Regions from separate parts of the Zea mays genome. Here region 2 is linked to region 1. Evidence: chromatin contacts called from public Hi-C data. All regions are on one chromosome and are shown on one strand. Each heading gives the region's core, a stretch centred on a gene start, on an enhancer-like site or on the middle of the called end of the contact. The rest is flanking DNA. Distances are from core to core; before and after follow the strand shown.

What was found. A called contact is a pair of places that touch in the nucleus more often than the background predicts.
Region 2: a contact with region 1 is called in a Hi-C map of tassel, with 2.7 times the contacts expected there. The contact joins the promoter of LOC100285814 here to the promoter of LOC100285376 in region 1. A contact is called at or near these places in 8 of 25 Hi-C or Micro-C datasets (bundle sheath, ear, endosperm and 3 more).

What each region holds. Positions count from the first base shown.
Region 1 is chr1:187,392,235-187,397,859 of Zm-B73-REFERENCE-NAM-5.0, forward strand. LOC100285376 (RING-H2 finger protein) reads right to left here and starts at 3,518. Exons shown (of 1, transcript NM_001158269.2): 1 at 2,675-3,518. The coding sequence starts at 3,349. The coding sequence ends at 2,909. It overlaps LOC100383749 (C2 and GRAM domain-containing protein), which reads left to right. Exons shown (of 9, transcript NM_001355451.1): 9 at 1-222.
Region 2 is chr1:187,886,882-187,892,506 of Zm-B73-REFERENCE-NAM-5.0, forward strand. It overlaps LOC100285814, which reads left to right and starts at 2,997. Exons shown (of 1, transcript NM_001158704.1): 1 at 2,997-3,862. The coding sequence starts at 3,078. The coding sequence ends at 3,680. It overlaps LOC100192499, which reads left to right. Exons shown (of 7, transcript NM_001137719.1): 6 at 1-11; 7 at 214-819. The coding sequence ends at 384.

The DNA of each region.
Region 1 (5,625 bases), core at 2,268-4,767:
CAGCAACGCCAAGAAGAAGAGGAGGAGGTACTGTAGGATAGCTCGATAGACAACGATATAGCTGTATGTTCTGCTTGCAAGTTGTTCTCTCTGCTTGTAGCAGTATGGGTTGCCCTCAGGTAGGCTCTGAATGATTCTTTGGTCACAACACACAACACATGTTGGAATTATACACAGTACACGTCCGAGGCTCAAGAGATGGAACAAAGCTATGAAGTTTACAACATTCATTATAGTCACTATTCCAGGCAGGGGACAGGCTTGCGTCTGTTGCCCGTTCATTCATGGCGGCGGTTCAGTTGAACGCCGACTCGCCGAGCAGGAAGAAGATCACTGTTTTCCGGCGGAAGGAGACGTGACAGTGTGACACCGAACCGAAACCACCGTTCCCGCCTCCGGAAGCCTTGCTGCTGCTGCTGAAGCATGAACCATGAAGAAAGGAAGGATCCAGACCGGCGGCAGCAAAGCCCAGGTCGTCTTGTTGTCACGCCCATGCCCGGAGACGTCGCTGGCGCGGTGCCTGCCAATGCTGCCAGTGATCCGGAGTACGTACTTGGCTGGCCTCCGATCCAAGAAAAGAAACCGACTTGCTGTGACGGGCGCCGCGCGACGTGCTCCCCATCCATCCATCCAATCATCTCTCGATGAGATCATGGGAAGGAACGTCGCGATCGTTGGCGTGGATTCCGCTGGCCCCGTGCCTGCCTGTTTCGTCCCTGCACCGCCGCCAGCCGCTTCTACCGCCGGTGAGGTCGCCTTGACCGATCACCCAGGATGCGGGCCGGTGCAGTCGAGCAGGCGCGCGCGCACGCCATGATGTGACCTGCGATAGGCTAGGGGATGGCTTCCAGCGGCGGCTTGTATGCTGTCCGCCAGGAAGATGATACAGCAACTTCACTACTCTGGTAGCCCACCGATTTCCCCCTCCTTTTCACACAGAAACTCTCTTCTCTCCTTAAATAAAGGGGTGATCTAGACCTCACCAGAACGATAGAACATTTGAATTTTTTTTTCTCCACACCCCCTCCCCCACACACATACACACCGGAGACGGAGAAGATAAAGAGAGTGAAAAAGTGTGAGGTGTATGAGCTTCTAGTCGATGATCAATGGTTATATAACTCATATTTTTTGTTGAAAATAGCATGAACAACCATTTTTCAATAATACTGAAGGATAACACATACGGATTTTTAACCAAAAATTGTCTCAATAAAAAAATCCAAGAATGTGATCTATGGTAAGGAAATATATGTGACATCATGTGTATTAGCCTCTGGTCGATAATCAATAGCCACACAACCCCATTTCTGTCCAAAATAGCATGAACGACCATTTTTTATAATACCGAAGGCTAACATTTTTCTTTTGGCGAAACAGACAGGCTAGGCGGTGAAGATGAGAGAGACAACAGCGAGATGAAATCAACGATGACACCTGTTGGCGCCGATCCGGGCGCCAATCACCGCGATGAGAACCGATGGCGGTGCTCTCTGCAGAGGCACGGATGGTCTGTGGCCAGGGCCAAATGATCCGCCGCAGGGGATGGTTCCTGTCTGACGGGCTGGCTGGTCGAACAGTCCGCTCGTGCACAGGGGCGGTGAATTTTGCCGGCGGCGCCTAGATCTAACTCCTGGAAAGGATCCCGTCGGGAAAGAGAGGTCCTAGGCCTTGTTTAGGGTCGACAGACCATTCTAGACGCCTCTAATCGATGTAGAGCCGAAGGGAGGTGGGGAATTATGGGTAGAGAAAGGCTAAATTATGGCTAAACTACAATTACTCCTAATGCATAAGTTAAAAACAAGATGTAATTGATTATTCATGTTCAATTGGTCATAGTCCTCCGTATATATATAGAGGGAAGATCTGAATCCATTATAATTCGTATCTCAAATTAAATCTGTGGTTTAGCTATAAATCTCGCAAAAACTTGAAACCTAACTAATGCCGCGTACGCGTGCGGATCGTCCGCACCACCGGTGCGAGTTCAACAACACCATCGGCGGACTATCCTTTTTGTGTTCAACAACACCATCGGAGCGGGCGGAGATAGGAGGGTCTTGCCGGCCACACCACGGCGGAACGGTGAGCGGAAAGGACCGAGTGTTCTAGTCCTCCAAAACACACACACACGTGTGTGATTTAGACAAATTACAAATATAGCTCCTCCACCAAAAATCACAGCCGCCGTTAGCTTTTTCCTCCTCTCACGTCTTCTGTTTTCATATTATGTGTAATGTGTTAGGAGAGACTATTAGCTAGGAGTATTTGCTAAAGCATCTGTTATAATACTACACTACAGCTACCCTTATTTTATTAGGAATAAATTAATTATTCGTGAACATCAATACTATTATTTGATTTGAAATATATTATTGGTAAGGTCGCGTCTCTATCTATCTATAATAAAGAAGAGAACAGCGTGAGATGCCGCGTCTCCCTCCGGCAGCCGTCGCCTCCTCGCCCAAAATATCAGCCGTCGCCTCGCCTCGCCTCGCCGCTAGAACATTCCTCCGTTTCGTTACCTTCTCTTTGCCCAACCTACTTGATTACATATAAATACAATAAATACCACTAGTATCCTTTTTTGGGGGGCCTTGCTCAGATCAAGAGAAGAGGCAAGGGCAACCAACTCCAGATTTCTCTTGTTAGATTGGTGCGTAAGCAAGCAGGATTTTAGTACTTGGTTCATACGAGTAGATTATACTTTTGGAATGAATAAAGACAACAGAGAGCTTCGGAGAAACGAAAGGGGAACAGCTTTGTTGCCACCATTTTCTTCCTTCAATCTCCGTTCTGTCCTCTCTCTCCCCCGAACAAAAAGGAAAAGAAAAAAAAAACCTGTACAGAGACACTGCTGCTGCGAGGTGCAGAGTGCTACGCCTACTCTCAATTCCTAGGGCGCTAATCAGGCAATCCGGGGCACCTCGTCGGCGGCAGCGGCGGGGGGCAGGAGGCGGTGGCGGCACAGCGGGCAGGTGGCGTGGTCGTAGTCGATCCAGGTCTCGAGGCATGCGCGGTGGAAGAGGTGGCCGCAGGGGAGCCGCTGCACCACCGACTCCGTCTCGAACCGCACCAGGCACACGCGGCAGTCCCCGCCCCGGCGCCGCCCGTAGCGCGACGGCCGGAACCTGCTCCGGAACCGGTCCGCGAGGCTGGGCCCCACGGCCGTGACCGTCACGGCCTCCGCCTGCTGCCGCGGCTCCTCGTCCTCCGCCGCCGCCGCCAGGCCCAGGAACAGCAGCGCGGCGCGCACCAGCCCCGCCAGGATCGCCACCGACGCCGCCGTGTTGTACAGCACGAACCCCAGCAGGCTGTCCTCGGGCGCCGGCATGCTCGAGATGCCCATCTTCGCTCGGTTCCGGCCGCACTCGCTCGCTCGAGCGCCACCGATGGGATCCGTTCGATACTTGGATTGGGATTGGAGAGGATCTGGGGGCCGGCCACGGGACCTGGAGCACTCGGGGAAGGTTGCAATTTGGGCGAGGTGGGTGGGGGTTAGGAACCTGCAGTGGAAGGAGCAGCTCGGCGAGGGCTGCCACAAGTATTTATAGGCGGTGCCGGTGCGTGCGTGGTGGCGGCCCAGAGGCAGATCCAACACAAATAACAGTGGAAGTACAGAGATAATCACTAAAATATTAGAGTGAAAACATTTAAGTTAGGTTGAGAGATATTTATGATAATTTTTTAAAATCTACTACTTGTAATATAGAAATAAGCGAGGATTTAGGCTCTTCCTTCGCCCTTTCTAAATCCACCCCTGGATGCAACGCTTATTTTTTTATTTATAATAGGGCTATAGACAACTAATAATATATATACGATCGTCTAAAATATTATTTTACGCTATAGATTGCACTATTTATATAAAATAGAGTTGTAAATAATAGATATAAATGAGTAAGTTATCGGAGATGGACTAAGGTTGCGCTTGTACATATGATCATATAAAATACTATTTTTAAACTCGTAGTCCATACTATTCTACAAGCGAAGTTTAAATAGAGTGAAAGGCGGCTAGAGACAGCCATAACTTGTTTTCTATGAATCCACTTATTTTCTTAGAATTTTGTATTTTAAGATGAATTTTAGAGTTACAATATCTAAAAATACATTATATTTTAAGCATTTAAAATATAGCAAATAATTTGTTTCCCTTTATAACCAGTTCAGATCGAAAATCAAAATGGTCCACACATGCATGCCGCCAAGTCGATAACGCTGAAAAAAAATGAAGAAGAGGAGGAAAGCAATGGTCCAGAACATGCATTCACTGCAGCTGCTACTGGATAAGATCGTCAGGGCATGGCTAAAGGAGACCAGACACCAAGGCCCGCTGCAACAAAGCAAATGGAACCATTTCAATAAAACATTATTAAAGCTGATGTAAAATTGCTGATATTTTGTTTTTGTTTTCCTTCTCGCCGAGCTCCACCACCCAGCCCGGTGCCGGCCATGGCCATCCACGTTTGAGTAGCTAGCAGAGTCTGTCTGTTTGGAAGCTTCTCCTTCGGATGCGTGCGTGCACACGCTCGCCGCCGGTGGTGCGCGCTACTTTACTTGCACCGGTGACACCACTGGCGAGCACGAAAGGGACTGACACCGACGCCACGCCGCCACGTCGAACCCCGGGTCCCGGATGCGCGACACGTGCGCCTCCACCGCTCGTCCCGTCCGCCGCGATGACGCCACCTGTTCTCCGTTTCCAGTCAGCAAGGAGGAGACGCCGGCCGGTCGCCATCGCCCGCGCGGAGAAAAATCTCTACGCGGTTTTTGCTGGTTTACCGCGTGGTTACATTACATTGTTAATATATCTATCATTCTATTGTTGTTAATATTTCTATATTTACATGGTCGGCTGTGGTTTTTTGAGACCGTGCTGTGGCGTGGCATGATTTGCAAGTACTGACAAGCGGGATTTTCACAGTGGTTTTTGCCTCTCGAGATAAAGTAAAGATAATCCCGCCCAGAGGTGGTAATTGTTAGGTGCATGCATGTCAGCTGGGCACGTAGCTACCACCTCTGTTGCTCTTGCTGCGGTCCACCGGCAGCGGGCCGGGAGTGGAAGAACCGAGTGGTTGGTGTCGCGTTGTCCGGGCCCGGCCCATGCGGCGCGCGCGTGCGACACTTGGACGGGCGCGGACACGTCACCACGCGCACGGGCCCCCGGCCACGGCCACGGCCACGCCCAGCCCCCTCGCTGTCTGTCTGTCCTGGACTCCTGTGCTGATGCATGCACCGTGCCCGCCGCGCGCTCTCCGCGTCGGCGTGCGGACACCGGCGTGGTGCGCTCTGCTCCGTCGAGTTCACGGCGGACATCTCTGTCTCGTACTGTGCTTGTTGCTGTGGACTGTGGCGCTAGAAAAAGAAAGTAATAGCAGCCCAGAATCCCGCTGCCGTATCTTGCATTCCAGCGGTGCGGTGCGGGAGCAACACGTCGGCGTCACAGACACCGCGGGGGCGGCGACCAAGTCCAACCAATGTGACACACAAACAAAAAAAAAGTCCCGGAAAATACGTCACGCGCCCCAAATATCGTACTGCATCAGTACGTCACGCACACGTCTGACGTGCAAATGAGCAACTGGCAGCCAGCCAGTGTCCGCACCAGACCAACTCGCAAAC
Region 2 (5,625 bases), core at 1,747-4,246, 490 kb after region 1:
CTGCTCTCCAGGTAATACATCCAGCTGCTCATTTTGTTAGTAACTTAACTATCAATTGTTGTTCACAATCCAAGCAATGTGTGTGCCAGATGAAGTTATTGGCTTATTGCATCACATGAACAAGTTAATTTCTGAGGAACATTGAAGAGTATAACCGAAGTCCTAACGAATTAGTGCACAACACCGATATTAATGTTAACCATTCTATTCCAGGTTACATTGGGCATATCTACGCTATTGACGTACGTTCCAACCTCGTTGGGCTCAGCGCACCAAGCTGGAGCGTTGACTCTACTGTCACTTACGATCCTTCTGGTTCACACTCTGAGAAGGCCGTCGCCAGCTCGTCTTAAGTCGATCGCAACTGCTGTGAAATCAACCTGATACCATTTCTTGGATTCTACCATCCTATAGTTACGAGTTGTTGTTTTTTTTTCCTTTTCCCACCCTAAGGCTTTGTTTGGTTACTCCAGTATTCACTACAATCTACATGTATTAAGGTGGATTGGGGTGTAAATTAGTTTAACTTACACACTAGTCCATCTTAATACATGTGAAGGTGAATACTAGAGTAACATGTAATGGTGCCGTGTTTCTTTGCACCACCTTAACACTGCTGTAGCGTTTCGGAATTGCTGGAAAGGCATGCAAGCTCTTGCCCTCAATGTGTTTCTAGTGCCAAGTGTTAGAAATACCCCCTAGCCCTTTCTTTTAGTAATTGCTACATTGCATTGTTGACACTGAGTTAGTGAGTTGCATGTTGAGCCTCCCTGGACAAGATGCTAATAAAATTCACTGCCTGGAGCCAGGTTTGATTTCAATGCCCTTCTTTTTCTTCTTTAATTTCTATTGTACTGGCAGCTGAGCGCATGAATGATGAGATAGCTGTTAGCTAGACGTCGTCTCATCTGGCTAACAGATGCATCACCTAATCACAGGTGGTAGCACGCACATTATACTCAAGCGAGCTTTGTAAATGTTGGCAACTGAGAGTGAGTGACAGGCCGGATGTCGGCCCACACAACACGTGATCGAGAGGCCACAGCCCACACACTAAGCCCATGCATGCAATGTTATGTTGAACTGCTTTGCCGTAGAACTAGGCGATGGCAACGGTTAATTCCCCGCCGCGACGAAAAAACTTCCCTGCCGGGATCCTCACGAATGTTTTCGGGGAACATTTCTTCTCCATCTCCGTTCCTCGCGGGATAAATCCCCAACGGGGATCCCCATCCCCGTTTAAATTACAATTAAGACATACATACTTTGTTATTAATGTTAAACATTGTCACTTATACACATTATCGGATATAAGAAGTCATTATGGCATATATCAAAATGAACACATTTGTACAATTAGTGTCTCTTGACAAGGTAATTATTTATTTTTGTCGTTAACTAGTACACAAAAACATAGCCACGTGCAAGTTTAATAGGTCCCCGCGGGGAACGGGAATGAGGAATGCTTCCCCGTCCCCATCCCCGTTTACCCGTCGGGGGATAAATTTTCCCCATTTATATCCCCGCGGGGGAAGTTTCTTCCCCATCCCCTAATGGAGGAATTCCCCGCGGGGAATCGGGTCCCCATTGCCATCTCTACCTAGAACCATAGAACCAGTAATATCGGCATGACTGCAGCAATTTAATTGAAAGGTCGATTGTAACAAATATTGTTTCGACAAAAAAAATGTTTTTATGTTTGTCTACTTGACAGTGCAAGTTATGAAGGTTTGGCCAAATGCACATGGCAGCAACACATGTCAGCTTTGCTGCCATCATAACTAGTCATGAAGCTTCAACCGTTTCTTAAAAAGAAAATCTCAACCATATTTTATAAAGAAAGGAAGATAAAAGTAGGTAAGATGCGAAGAAAATATGCATCAGGTTATTTGTGGAAAGAACTTGAGTGGCAGTGTTCCTTACAAATAAGAAAGCATGGCCTCATAACAATTGTTCTATTGCACAATAATTGTATGTACTCTAAACTTTTTAGCATTAGTGTGTGTGGATATTGTGGAGATGCTGATGTTATTGCTACAATGTTTGCCGGCAACATGTGAACATGTCGCTTGTGGTACTCGAAGATCTATGTTGCTTACACTATATTCTCACGCTCTTCTTCTGTTGCGCTACATGTCTAGTGGGCAACGATCCATCACATACTCGCATGTTATTTTGGTTAAACACGCTAGATATGCTAGTGAGTAGTGTACCCATTTTCCATTTTCTAAAGTGATATTAGAGTTCTTCATGTGTGTTTTTGATCTGGATGATTTGCATATATGCGATATGACTATTAGATCGAATCTAAATTTGCTTTGATTGTGGCATAGATTGGGACAGATGAGGTGGTTGTTCCTATAGTCACACAACCTTTTTGCTCTTATCAGTTGAAATTTCCATCAGGGTATAAGATCAGTTTGCATTCACTTTTGACCGATGACACAACTTACTCATACTGCTGTCGTTGTTATTAACGATGAAAGCACAACTTACTCATAATACTATTGTTCTACCTCATATGATTATCAATATTATTAATGGTGAAAATATAGATATTTAGGATGTTTCATATAATCTAATAAGCTGGATTATATAATCCTGGAGGGAAACAGAGTTGTTTCATATAGGTACCGTTTGGTTCAAATATTTGTAATGTAATGGGTAAGTGATTACGTTAAATCATGTTTATTTTAGTCCAACCGTAATCAGATACCGTACTAAAATTTGATACCGGACTATTCAAACTTGTTACCGCCCGTAATCAAGTGTAAACCATTACCATTACTCTTTACGTTACATTTCGTGAACCAAACAGCACCATAATCTAATAAGCTGGATTGCATAATCCTGTAGGGAAACAGGACCTAACATGAGGATTTATATTTTTTAGTGTTCTCGGTCAACTGACATGCCACTTTCTAATGGGGAAGATGCCGATGCCGAGTTGCCAACACAGCACAGCCACAGCCACGGCGCAAAAGGTCTCTCCTTTCACCTCTGTTCAGCCAAAGCCACCTCCCCAAACCCAATCCCGTCACTATCTCATTCCCCTGACCGCCGGAACACCCTAGGCAATGGAGCCCAAATCCACCACCCCTCCCCCGCCCCCCGTGATGGGCGCGCCCATCGCGTATCCTCCCCCGCCCGGCGCCGCGTACCCCGCCGGGCCGTACGTGCACGCGCCGGCGGCCGCGCTCTACCCTCCTCCTCCCCTGCCGCCGGCGCCCCCCTCCTCGCAGCAGGGCGCCGCGGCGGCGCACCAGCAGCAGCTATTCTGGGCGGAGCAATACCGCGAGATCGAGGCCACCACCGACTTCAAGAACCACAACCTGCCGCTCGCCCGCATCAAGAAGATCATGAAGGCCGACGAGGACGTGCGCATGATCGCCGCCGAGGCGCCCGTCGTCTTCTCCCGCGCCTGCGAGATGTTCATCCTCGAGCTCACCCACCGCGGCTGGGCACACGCCGAGGAGAACAAGCGCCGCACGCTGCAGAAGTCCGACATCGCCGCCGCCGTCGCGCGCACCGAGGTCTTCGACTTCCTCGTCGACATCGTGCCGCGGGACGAGGCCAAGGACGCCGACTCCGCCGCCATGGGAGCAGCCGGGATCCCGCACCCCGCCGCCGGCCTGCCCGCCGCCGATCCCATGGGCTACTACTACGTCCAGCCGCAGTAACGAATTTGCTTCCTTATCATGGTTTCGCTTCCATGCAGCCTTTGCGGGTTTTTAGTAAACTATTATTATTACTGAGAGTGCCCTGTTGTTACCCATGCTCTGTTGTTGCCACCCAATAACTCGATGACCTGATGATCATCTGATGTGCCTCCCGTTCCGTAACAAGTGATTCCATTTCTGATTACAGAGAGATGGCTGCTCGTAATTAAGAGTGAGGCTGTGTGATGGTTATGGTACATGTCATGCTTGTCGTGATTATTAATCATTAGTGCTGGTACTCTTATGGCATGTTTGGATGAGTCAATAGTAGTTACTAGTTGGACTAAAAATCAGCTTAAACTAGCCAAGGTTGGATATCACTAACAGCCAACTGAAGAGTTGTCTAAAAAATTAGCCCATCTATTAGCCCTCCTGTTTGGATGAACTAGAGCTAACTAGGGTTAATTTTTAGCTAGCCAGTGGTTAGCCCCTGTATCCAAACAGGCCCTTACCTTGTCCAACTCCCAACTACCGTAAAATTACTCATGTATACTTGTGTTGAGCAATGTCATGCTGCTCTTTAGATTTTTGTAGGCTAGAAAAGCAACCGTTTCCAATTGTAATGCTATGGGGGCTTCATGTAATCTCAAGCTTGTTGGTAGCACAAATATTTGATTAGTCCCCATTCTCTGTATCATTAAATTATTTGTTTTTTCCTGGTGTTCCTTCTTGGAATAATTTCAGGGACCTTATGTTTGCTCATTTTCCAGAGTATGAATGTGTTCCCTGATTCATCTTGGAATATATTCAGGCTGGTATATTTTGCCGAATTTCCATATTGTAGATGGATGTATATCATGTTCCTCGTTGGGTTGGGATAGTTTGAGTCCACTGTTGTGGTAGCCGAGCTATGGAGAGTTTACTTCCTTGCAGTGCTCTTTGCGGTGGCAGCTATGCAAAGATCCGGAGTTTGTGTTTGCTATGGAAACTTCCATACATTTTCTGGTGCTTTGTGGGCGTTGAGGTTCATGTTTATTTTCCTCAAGTTGGACGAAATGGTGGCTTGTCTGAACAAATGACTAGTGGCCCCTGGTGTTCATTTGGTTAACGGTTGGCCTGTCTGAACAAATGACTAGTGACATTTGGTTAACTGTCCAAGTAGCCGCTTCTTCTCAAGACTTTTTTCAGGTCGAAACTCTACGTATCCATGATTTTGTCCCGTTATATTCTGTAAGTATATGTGCTGAAATGGGGATGCATCTTTATTTTTTGTTCTTTTAATTTTCCTCAAGCTTTTTTTTCTTCGATATTAACGAAAACTCAGACTTTGGCTCTTTTTTGCTAAAAATGTTGGTCATACGTCCATTAATCGTGAGTGAGCGTTTTCTATTAATTACTCAGGCTTTCATGACATAAACCACATTATTTGGTTTTTGGTGGAGACCATTTATCGTTAAAAAATTCATATGTGTTAGTTTTCGATATTAACAAAAACTCAGGCTTTGGCTGTTTTCAGCCAAAAATGCTGGCATATGCCCATTGATAGTGAGTGACCTATTACTTACCTCACATATGTTTACATGATATAAACCACATTATTTTGTTTTTGGTAGAGACCATTTATCGATCAAAATCTATAAATGTTAGCCTACGATATTACAAAAACTCACGCTTTCTTTTTTGGCGGATACCATTTATCTTTCAAAAATTCATAAGTGTTAGCCTTTGATAAAACTCACACTTCATCCGTTTTCGGCGAGAAATGATGGCCACATGCCTATTGATCTTGAGTGAGAGTCTCCTATTACATACAATACACATGTTTCCTTGTCATAAACTACATTATTTAGTTTTTGGTAGACACCTTTTATCAATCAAAAATTCTTATGTGTTAGCCTTCGATATTAGTGAAAACTCATGCTTTGGTTGTTCTCTTCCAAAAAATATTGGTCATATGCCCATTGAT